Regions from separate parts of the Mus musculus genome. Here regions 2 and 3 are each linked to region 1. A link is a contact called in public Micro-C and promoter capture Hi-C data. All regions are on one chromosome and are shown on one strand. Each heading gives the region's core, a stretch centred on a gene start, on an enhancer-like site or on the middle of the called end of the contact. The rest is flanking DNA. Distances are from core to core; before and after follow the strand shown. Region 1 holds the start of Emc8 (ER membrane protein complex subunit 8). Region 2 holds the start of Dnaaf1 (dynein, axonemal assembly factor 1). Region 3 holds the start of Mbtps1 (membrane-bound transcription factor peptidase, site 1).

The links. Promoter capture Hi-C pulls out the DNA fragments that hold promoters and counts their contacts. A called contact is a pair of places that touch in the nucleus more often than the background predicts.
Region 2: a promoter capture Hi-C map of liver shows a contact between it and region 1, with 2.8 times the contacts expected there. The contact joins the promoter of Dnaaf1 here to the promoter of Emc8 in region 1. A contact is called at or near these places in 2 of 39 promoter capture datasets (liver and pre-B cells) and 1 of 484 Hi-C or Micro-C datasets (the G1E-ER4 cell line).
Region 3: a Micro-C map of the G1E-ER4 cell line shows a contact between it and region 1, with 8 times the contacts expected there. The contact joins the promoter of Mbtps1 here to the promoter of Emc8 in region 1. A contact is called at or near these places in 1 of 484 Hi-C or Micro-C datasets (the G1E-ER4 cell line) and 1 of 115 datasets of contacts at active chromatin or transcription factors (pancreatic cancer cells).

The regions. Positions count from the first base shown.
Region 1 is chr8:120,666,422-120,669,893 of GRCm38.p6, forward strand. It overlaps Emc8 (ER membrane protein complex subunit 8), which reads right to left and starts at 1,666. Exons shown (of 5, transcript NM_010926.6): 1 at 1,336-1,666. The coding sequence starts at 1,557. Gm27021 (predicted gene, 27021) reads right to left here and starts at 1,721. Exons shown (of 4, transcript NM_001308449.1): 1 at 1,336-1,721. The coding sequence starts at 1,557. It overlaps Cox4i1 (cytochrome c oxidase subunit 4I1), which reads left to right and starts at 1,804. Exons shown (of 5, transcript NM_009941.3): 1 at 1,804-1,934; 2 at 2,888-2,961. The coding sequence starts at 1,825.
Region 2 is chr8:119,573,624-119,577,117 of GRCm38.p6, forward strand. It overlaps Dnaaf1 (dynein, axonemal assembly factor 1), which reads left to right and starts at 1,612. Exons shown (of 12, transcript NM_026648.4): 1 at 1,612-1,844. The coding sequence starts at 1,739. Hsdl1 (hydroxysteroid dehydrogenase like 1) reads right to left here and starts at 1,552. Exons shown (of 5, transcript NM_175185.5): 1 at 1,469-1,552.
Region 3 is chr8:119,557,478-119,560,972 of GRCm38.p6, forward strand. Mbtps1 (membrane-bound transcription factor peptidase, site 1) reads right to left here and starts at 1,284. Exons shown (of 23, transcript NM_001167910.1): 1 at 1,169-1,284.

The DNA.
Region 1 (3,472 bases), core at 416-2,915:
AAGTCTAACTGAGCCCTGGGTTCAATCCACCCCACCAAGTCAGGAGAGAACCTGAGAAGCCTGCCCTACTGTGGAAGGCAGGGCCCAGCCAGGTGCAACTCCCTTGCTAACAGAACAACTTAGACGGTGGCCAGAATCACCCACAGGAACTCTCAAGAGACACTTTAGGCACTAAAAGCACGCTTCTCTTCTGGAACGAAGTATCATCTGCAAACCTTCCTCCTGCTCAGAAAGAATCTAAAAAACATTCAAAATGTGCCCAGTAAACGTGCCGATTTGCCTGTAGGCTCTTGTAGTTTGCTGGAAATTACCTCTGGTGTTTTAATGTAAATTAAATAATGGATGAGCAAGGTGTGGTGGTAGTGCACACCTTTAGACCTAGCCTCAGGAGATGGAGGCAGGCTGGTCTGTGTGTAGGACGCCAGCCTGGTCTACAGAAGAGTCCCAAACTCGGCAAGGCCACAAGAGTGAAACCCTAACCCTCTCCCCCAGAAAACAAAAGAAACAGAAATCAAGGAATGCGAGTCGCGTCGGTAATCCCAGTTCTCAGGAATCTAGAGCAGGAAGTGCTGGGAGTGCCAGGCTAGCATGGGGGGCTACATTCAAAGCAAGTCTCCGATTCAATGCAGTCATTTTGGTGGGAGAGGGGGAGACAGGATTAGCATTCCCTCCTAGGCCAGCTCAGATTTTTAACTTCAGAGCTCATTCTGAGATGTAAATGAGGCTGTGGGGAGACTGGGTGGTTACGGGTCTGATCTGTTTCTCAGGTGCGTCAGGACTGCACCTGAGAGCGCTTCCAAGATGTAGTAAGCAGCGCCTGACCATATCAGTCCAGGGCTTTATAAAGGCAAACCGCAGAGTTAGAATTCCGGGTCTTGCAAATGTCTCTTAAGCAGAGAAACCGAGTTTGATTACAAGCGCAGAAACAGCAGTCCGTATTATAACCTATAATCTTGCTAAAACAGCAAGTCTGGGGCAAAAAAATCGGCAAGTGGACCCACAAAATACAAAAACAAACAAACAAACAAAAAAACCTCTGTAAAACTAGAGATTTACATGCTATAGGCATTTTTTTCTTTGTGGCCTCACAAACACATTAAGTTTAAACTTTAAACGTTACCTATCCCAGATCTCACTAATGTAGACCAGGCTGGCCTCGAACTCTTGCCTCCCCATCTCGAGTGCTGGTTTTAAGGACGTCCACCACACATTCGAGTTTCTCGGTCATCTTACAAAACCTCGAGAGCTCCCCGGGAGCAGCCGCAGCGTCCCGCGAAGGGCGCCCGACTCCGCCCGGCCCGGAACCCCGCGCCGCGGCCTCGACCGCGAGCTTACCAGGGTGAGCGCCACCTCCAGCATGGGCGTCAGAGCCAGCGTGCCGTGGAAGAGCGGGATGCAGTCCACGAAGAGCGTGTGGCTGCCCGCTCCGGGAGGATGCTCCTTGCGCGGCCTCTGCCTCTCGGCCACCAGGAGCCCGTTGACGGCGCAGTGCGGGTACTTGGCGCCGTGGAGCACCATCTTGCAGTAGGCCTGCGTAGTCAGCTTCACGCCGGGCATCGCGACCCACGCACCGCGGTCCTCCGCCACGACCCTCCGCTGCACGCCGTGACGCTCTCGCACCTCCGGCCGCGGCCTCCCGCCTCAGCCGGTCGGCCGGAAAACGTCTGCCGGAAAGCAGCTGCTACCCGCTCGGCCTTTCGCGACAGTTACCGCCCCGCCCCGCCTCGTCCTGCCCCGCCCTGCCCCGAGCCGCGCCGCCCCGCCCCGCCCCGCCCCGCGCTCTGAAACGGACGGGCTTGGGGCGGGGCTTCCCTGATTCCCGCGATGCTTCGCGGCTCCGTCTTGGTCTTCCGGTTGCGGGCCCCGTTCTTCCGGTCGCGAGCACCCCAGGGTGTAGAGGGCGGTCGCGGCGGTCGCCTGGGCAGCGGTGGCAGGTGACGGCCTTGGACGGCGGGTGAGGGTGGCACGGTCGGGGGCCCGAGGACCTGGAGCGCCGGGGCCGGGAGCGGTGCCTCCGAGACGCCCCCGGACCCGGGACTTGAGCGGCTCGGTGACCTTGGGGCGCCCGCTTCCCCGAGCGGGTCTGTTGTCTCGGGTCCCCGCTCCGGCCTGCCGGGCACCGGGCGTTCCCGCTGTGCCAGGCCCGAGGGACAGCGACCTGAGCCCTGACGTCACGCTACGGTTTCTGCCGCCCCGGGCGTTGATTTTTTTTTTCCCGGGCTCGGACGTTCTTTCTCGGGGATCGAATCTCAGGGGTTGTGCTACAGTGAGGCGTGGGGCTCGGGTCGCTGGGGCGGGTGACAGGGTCATCCAGGTCGCCTGCGGGACGCAGGAACGGGAAGCGGGCCAGGGCCTGAGCCTGGGCGGCCTCCTCCCGCTTGCCCTTCGCAGTCTCTGTACAAGTCAATTTTTAAAATAAAACTCAGTCGCAGGAGGTGTGCTACCGTGCTATCTATCTATCTATCTATCTATCTATCTATATATCTAGTTCTAGCAGTTTCAGTCATTTTTGTCTTTCTAGTTAATTTTTTAAGAAGCCGGATTTATAGTCATTGGCCAAAGCCATGTATATTACAGCCCTTGGCTTGATGTAAGGAAGTTCACCCTGTGCCTTCGCATCAGTAATAAAAACCGGATCCTGGGGGCATGCCTCTGGCCTGTAATGCCGGCTCTTACGAGGTAGAGGAAGGTAATAGTGGAAGCTTTCAGGCCAGTCCGTGCCTTAAAAAGTTGATGAAATCATTACCAAAAAAAAAAAAAAAAAACATTTAACATTTCGGGGGATAAGTTGCATTTACTTCCTTAATGTTTTGCCGCAAAAAGACTTTGGCTAAAAGGTGTTTGCTGTCATTGTTAAGAGGTATAAGGGTTTTTTTTTGTCTTTCAGAATGTTGGCTTCCAGAGCGCTGAGCCTGATTGGCAAGAGAGCCATTTCTACTTCGGTGTGCCTTCGAGCACATGGTGAGCAGGACTTTCACTCCCTTCCCTGCCCTTTTCTTTCTCCTCCCTTTGGTTTTTCATGACAGGGTTTCTCTGCATGGCTCTGGCTGCCTTGGAGCGCAGAGACTTAACCTGCCTCTGACTCCCATGTTCTGGGATTAAAGATGTGCACCGCCATGCCCGGCTCAGGACTTTTACTTTCTTTTTCTTTTTTTTTTTTTTTTAAAGATTTACTTATTTATTTTATGTATATGAGTACACACAGTAGCTGTACAGATGGGTGTGAGCTTTCATCTGGTTGTTGGGAATTGAATTTAGGACCTCTGCTCGCTCTGGTCAACCCTGCTCGCTCTGGTAGACCCCGCTCATTCTGGTCCAAAGATTTATTTATTATTATACATAAGTACACTGTAGTTGTCTTCAGACACACCAGAAGAGGGCATCAGATCTCATTACGGGTGGTTGCTGGGATTTGAACTCAGGACCTCTGGAAGAGCAGCCAGTGCTCTTACCTGCTGAGCCATCTCACCAG
Region 2 (3,494 bases), core at 362-2,861, 1.1 Mb before region 1:
ACGGTCACATGTATAAAGCGTGTTTGCAATAAGGAAATCCAGAGACACAGAAAACACAAGGGGCAAGATGAGCCCAAACTGCAGCCCATGAGGTGGAATCCCTTTTTGTGGTTGTGGAAATTATCTGGAAATAGGGCGGTGAAACCTACCTAACTACAAAGTTCTGAATTGTACATTTCAAAATGGCTAAAATGATGGATCTCGTTACATGAATTTTGCCTCAATTAAAAAAATATGCACTGGGGACTGGTTAGATGGCTCAGCAGATTGTTTTTGCTGTGCAAGCTTAAGGACCTGAGCTGAGGTCCCCAGCAGTATCTAAGAGTGGGTATGTAAGCAGAACCAATTTGTAATTTCAGTATTGGGAAGAAAGGAGCAGACGAGAGGACCCTGGGGGCCAGTCAGTCAGTCAAACATAAAGAAAACTCTTGAGTTCTGTGAGAGACGTTTTCTCGAAAAATAAGGTTGCAAGTGACAGACACTGACCCGTAGCCTCCACACCCACACATAAATAAACAACACTCCCCCCGCCCCAACACACACACACACCCTCCACTGATAAAGTAACGTTGGACATGGCGCGTCTGTAATATTTTAGCAATGACTAGGGTCACTCTGAAAAAGCCATCCCACCCTTGGGAATGAAGTTACAACACCACCACCTGTAAAAAGCGGCTAACGCTTCTCCCCTACAACGAGAATTCGATGAGGTGACGCATAAAAAGCATTTGCAACAGTGCCTTCCCGCCACCCCTCAATAAACCGGAGCCACTAGGCAGGATCATCGCTCAGGGTTCGATGCTAGCGACCCCTATTCGTACTGACCCGAGTTTATGAAGAAGCTAAGAGCGCTGTCCCCGCGGCTTCACTTTATCCCCTTCCTCAATCGCACCCGGGTGTACTACACAAGAGGAAGGAAACGGACGCAACGACATCCCAGGATCTCAGCGAAGGCTCGGCCCAGAGCCCTGGCAGGTGGTCGTTGAGACTCCCCGTGGGAACCCGAACCCGCTGCGGTCACCGCCCAGGGGTGCGGCTGAGTCCTGGTAGCAGAACAGGGACTCCCTGCTAGTGTCCCATCCCTCCCCAGTGGCGCCGGGCACGGCCCAGCGACTCTGCAAAACCCACCGGGCTCTGCAGAAGCTGCGCGCTTTCTTCAGCAGCGCGGCCATTCTGCATCAGTCCTGAGACTTAGAACCTACTTAGACCTAGCGACCAGGAATAAAGGAGGATAAAGAGACACCGACAAAAGGGCCGTCCCGGGGCGTGTCGCCTGTGCGAGCCTCCTGCCGAGGACCAGGCCCGGGACACCTGCTCAGGGAGCTGAGCGGCTGCCTAGAGCGCGGAACCAGAGTTCCCCGCTACGGGGCGCGGCGGGGGGGAGGGCGTTCCCGAGGGTCGGGGTCCAGGGGGCGTGGCCAGGGACGGAAGCGGGGCGCGAGGGGCGTGAGGGGCGCGGGCGCAATACCTGCAGCGAGAGGCGCGGTCTCCGAAGCCCGTCCCGCCCGCTGCCCGCGCGGCCGCCGCCCCGGGACACCACCGCAGGTCCGCTACCCACGTGATCCGCGCACGCGCCCGGGTGCAGTTTCCCCCGTGGCCCCCCCTCGGCTAGGCCCGCCCTCGGCGGCGTAACTGACTGCGCGTGCGCACTGGTTGCCGCGGCGACCGGGAAAGCGTTGGACAGCCAACGACGCGGACCGTAGAGTATTAGGGCTGAGTGGTCGGGCCAGGAGTGAGCATGCACCCCGAAGTCTCTGAGCCGCCGGTGGACAGCGTGGCGGAGCCCAGTCTGGAGGAGTCGGCAGGCGATCACGGCGACGCGGGGCCAGGGATCCGTAAAGAAGGTGCCTTAGCGCTGGGAAGCCAAAGGGGCGAGGGCTCGTGTCCCTCACACATGCCCATTTCACTCAGCTGGGGACAACCAGCACCCCTCACACATACCCATCCATACAGCTACAAGAACAGCACCTTTATTGATATGATCAATCCAGTACATATAGAAGACCCATTATTTATTCCATGATAATTTATTAGATACCTTCCTGTGGCTGGGAATTGTTTGCAATGAGTGTAAGACACAGTTCCCAAACAGTGTTCAGCGTCATTCAACAAACCACAAGTACAGAGAGTTCATCAGCTCTTGACGTTACATTTATCTAAGGCTTCTAGAGGCGCCTTGCAGGGTAAAAGTGCTTGCAACACAATCCTCCAGACCTGAGTTTGAATCTCAGAAGTACATACATGCAGAGGTTAAGATCAACCATGTGATTGCTGGGACTTGAACTCTCGGAACCTTCTGTAGAGCAGTCAGTACTCTTACCCGCTGAGCCATCTCTCCAGGCCCTGGAAAATGTCTTTCATATTTAATAGTGTGCACAGGGTTCTAACATCCAAGGAGAGACCAGCCCAGAACAAAGCTTGCTTCTTTTACACAGGTTTGAGCGATCAAACTGATCACACCCTGTTCTTGTGTGTGCTTTTATCAGTGAGTTGTTTTTATGTTGCCGCCCCTAAGTTACACTTTGAGCAATTAAACACGTTTACAGGAGTGGGAACTGTAGGTGCTCACACCTGGCAAAAGGGGTAGGGGGGAGATTTACACAGCAAACTGCATCACAGTTATCTCTGAACCAAAGTGGGGAGAGACAGAGCTCTTGCCCTGTCCCAGAGCTGCCCTTCTGCTGTCCCTGGTAAGAGAAATGGGCTTGCGGGCTGGAAAGTTGGCTCAGCGGTTAAGAACACTGACTGCTCTTCCAAACGTCCTGAGTTCAATTCCCTGCAACCACGTGGTGGTTCACAACTATAATAGGATCCATGGCCTCTTCTGGTGGGTCTGAAGACAGATACAATGTACTCATATAAATAAAATAAATCTTTTTAGAAAGAGAGAGGGGGGGGGCTTGATGAACTTCTGTTCTGTTGAGCAGATTTTAACAGAAACATCTAAACTAGAATTAGATTTAAGTACAACTCTACTTATCTTGCTGTTTTCTGAGGGTCTGGTTTCTGACGTGTGTGGGTGCCCAAGGAGGCCAGAATAGGGCATCAGATCGACTGGCAGTGGCATTACAGGCACTTGTGAGCTGCCTTGTAGGTGCTGAGAACTAAATTCTCTGTTTTCTGGGAGAGTAACAAGCACTGTTAGTGACTAAGCCATCCATCTCCCCATCACCCTGTATAGCAATTTGACAGTAGCTTTCTTAGTGACTTTGTAAATGTCAGCTTTAGGCTATTCCTCTATAAAAACTGCACAGGAGAACATAAAACTGTGGACAGAGACGTTCACTCTATGTTGTTTGTAACAGCAGGAATCTGTTGGCAATACGACTGACTATCTTTAAGGGGTTGTTTGCAGAGCAGAAAGAGTTCTTCTTCTGCCTTGTAAACAATGCACCGGCAGCTTCATCCATCAGCAGGAATCGCTCTCGGGGACATGCATGGGGACAAAGACACATCCCACAAAAAGCACAGGTTCCCACTTACAAAAATCAAAA
Region 3 (3,495 bases), core at 34-2,533, 1.1 Mb before region 1:
CGAGGGGGAGGCCTGCCAACACCGCATCACTTTTTAGATAGTAACAGCAAATTGTTGGTTATAAGGGGTGTTTAGAGACTGCAGGAGAGTCCTAATGAGCAAAAGTGCAGGTTCCAGTAGCCACTTCACCCTTACACTCAAAACAAAAACAAAAACCAAAAAGTCCACAAAAAATTAGCTCTGTGGCCAAATGTGTCACATACTGCAAGATAAGACCTTGGCAAAAGGTATTCCACATGAATAGGGGTAACTGTGGGCTATTAAACAACGGACTATCATTCAGCCGTAAAAGATGAAATACTGACTTACGCTACAACCATAAAAAAAGGTACTGGTTTATGCAACAACATAGATGAATTCTGGAAACAAGACACCAAAGGCCACATGCGACTCTTGACCCACTATTCCCAAAAAGCAAACCTAAGGAGACAGGTCCATCGGTGACTAAAATAGCAGACTAAAAATCGGTTCTAACCACAGCAGGGTACCGGGAGTCTGGGGAGTGGTTCTCAAAGCGGGCTGTGGTGCCGACTGAACTGCTCCGCAAGATGACACAAAGTCACAGGGCGGGACCACTTAATACAAGTGACCCTGTGATACATAGGACACTTTATAGAAATCACGGTCTTGCGTTTAAAAAATAACGGTAAGTGGTGTGGCGCTGTACGTCTTTAATCCCAGCGCCAGGCAGAGACGTGAGGATCAGGAGTTCAAAGCCAGCTTGAGCTACTCAGACCTTGTCTTAAATATTAACTTTTTCCCCCCCCGACTAGTTTTGCAGATTTTTATGCTTTTCTCTGTCCGGCTTTTTCATTCGCCTCCAAACCTAGGGGTTGCTAGCGAGGCTGATCCCAGAATGAAATCTTCAAGTGCTCCTCCCGTCCCTTCAAAGCGCCACTCAAAAACACCTACAGCAAATGCGAGTCCGAGCCGCGATGTGCACTGAGCTGCAGCTCGGTTCCCCGGGGCTCGCGACCGCAGGGCCCTGCGGAGGCGAACGGCGCTTGCGCACCGCGGCGCGCAGGCGCAGGCCAGGCCGCCGCAGCCGCCGCCGCCGCTCCGGGCCAATTTCTGGGGAAGCAGCTGCGGTAGCCGGCGGCCCCCGCGCGGGCAGCGGACGGCTGAGCCTAGGGCGCGTCCGGCTCTCGGCCGCCGCCGGCAAACGTACCTGCGTCCGCCTCAGGCTCGGGGTCGGCGGACCCGGGAGAACGGCGGCTCCGCCGCGAACACGCCTCGGGTCTCCATTCGGGGGATGTTTACTCGCAAGTCTCGCGAGACCACGCCGCTGGGGCGTGGGGGGGTTACGACGGCCCGGCGTGCTCTGCGCGCCCGCGACCTGCGTGCGCGCTCCTGACGGCCCGGCACCGAGGCGAGAGGCTGTGCGGAGCTCTCGCGACATTTGCGGTCTTGGGGGAGGGGTCGGGAAGGGGCGGAGCCGAGGGCGAGGCCAAATCGCCCTCTCTGGGTATATATAGGGAACCCTGGTGGTTTAGGTTTCTCCAGGTTTCCTGGCCTGGAAACTCAGGAAGGGTGCGAGCACCTTTGCGCGGCTGAAGTGGGACGGCGCCTATCCAATCTATGTGTTCTCCTGAACTACTCCCATGGCCCCAGTTTATTACTGCTGCCAGGAGGGTGCATCAGCATCTTGAGAAACAGGACGTTTGTAACACCAACTATTTACCATTTGGAACAAACAGGATCAAGGTGAATTTCGTCTGGTAAAACGCACTTGAGCAATTTAGCCACCTGTAGAACGGGCCCATTCTCAGCCTTAGTACTGAGCTGGATCGATCACTCTTGGCCCTGGCACAACCTAAGTGTGCTCGGGGACTGTGACTGAAGCAAACAGGATGGAGGAGACAAACCCTGAGTCCTAGGCTCATAAGCTCACCTTGGCTGCCAAACCTGGTATGGAAACTGGGTTTTGCATTGGGACCTCCAGCCGAGCAAACTCAAGAAAAGGGGATCCGGACCCAGGATTTAGGTCAGGGTATGGAGGGGACCTTGTGCAGCACTCTTGTGTTTTCCCTCAGGTGTTCAGTCAGAAGAGTGCATGTAAGAGGGGACAGTACTCTTGTATAGGAGCCAAGTTTCCATCCCAGAACCTGCTCACTGTAACTTCAGCTTCGGAGGGATCAGGTTTTTGGCCTCTGAGGGCACCTGCACGCCTATACATAATCCTACACAGACATACAAACGAGATTTTAAAAGGGCGGTTCTGAGACAGTAGCCCCACACATTGAAAAGGATAGACCGCATTTATTCCCAGGTTCCAGAATCCTATGGATAACCCATCATTCCGGAAACTCGCTGTGGCAACCCCATTGCCTGCCCACTCTCTGCCCTGAGACTTGAATCTTGCTCTTGGCCTGATGTCTCCCTGCTGATTCGCCACACTCTCCCCAAGGTCTTCTGTCCTTCAGATGCCTGAAGCCCAGTAATTAGAAGACCCTTGCTGGCTCAGGAGAAGCTGGGAGCAATAAGTTGATGTCATAAAGGACCCATTAAGCCTGCATACAGTAGACTTTAGCTAAAGGAGTGCTCAGAGCTGAGTAGTGGACTAACCAGACTGTAGGAAAGAGATGGCTTTACCACAAATGTAATTAAAGTTTTGGTTTTCTGGGTTTCTGTTAAGATCACCACTGATTAGGGACAGGACAAATGGAGACACCCCCGGCCATTAGGAACACTCCCGTATCAAAGACCATGCCTCTGTTAGAAAGTTCAAAGCGGGTACTGGGTCACAACACCATTGAATCCCGGTCCTCATTAAGTCCAGGTTCTCGTATCAGGAAGAGCAATATTCTGCCAAGCGCACATGCTGACCCTGGCTAACAGCTGCCTAGGGGCTGTCTCAGAATAACTAGAGCAATTACTTTCCGTTGTAAATCTCCCACTTCAAACAACCAAACTTAGGAATTTTATCACCGTGGTTCTGTAGCGATGTGTGTTATATAGGGAGGACCTCAGTGTACAGAGGACCCGTGCAGTCACATACAAATGCTATTTCGTTTGATCCAGGGGACTTAAGCATCTGTAGATTTTGTTGATCATGGGGCTCCCAGAACTGCTCCCCTCAGACATCAAGGGATAACTCTGTAGTAACCATGTGACCACGGGGCTGCCAGAGGGAGGCTTGCTGTCACTGTCCACAAACACATCAAAACTCAAAGCACATAGGAGGCATGGTCAGTCCTGAGTCAGGGACTGTGCCAAGCTCACTGTGGGTAGAGAGGAGCAGAGGCTGAGGGCAGAGGTCATCAAGACTGAGGAACCATCACCAATCCTCCGGTTCCCAAACAGGGAGAGGTTTTACATCACGGAAGTAAGCAAAATGAAAATGGCTGATGGGGGCTAGAGAGGTTTAGTTCAGTGGTTAAGGGCACTTACTGCTCTTCCAGAAGACCTAATAAGTGCAGTTCCCAGAACTCCCTCAGGTAGCTCACGACCACCTGGAACTGCAGGGATCTCTGACTCTCTTCTGCACATGTGGCA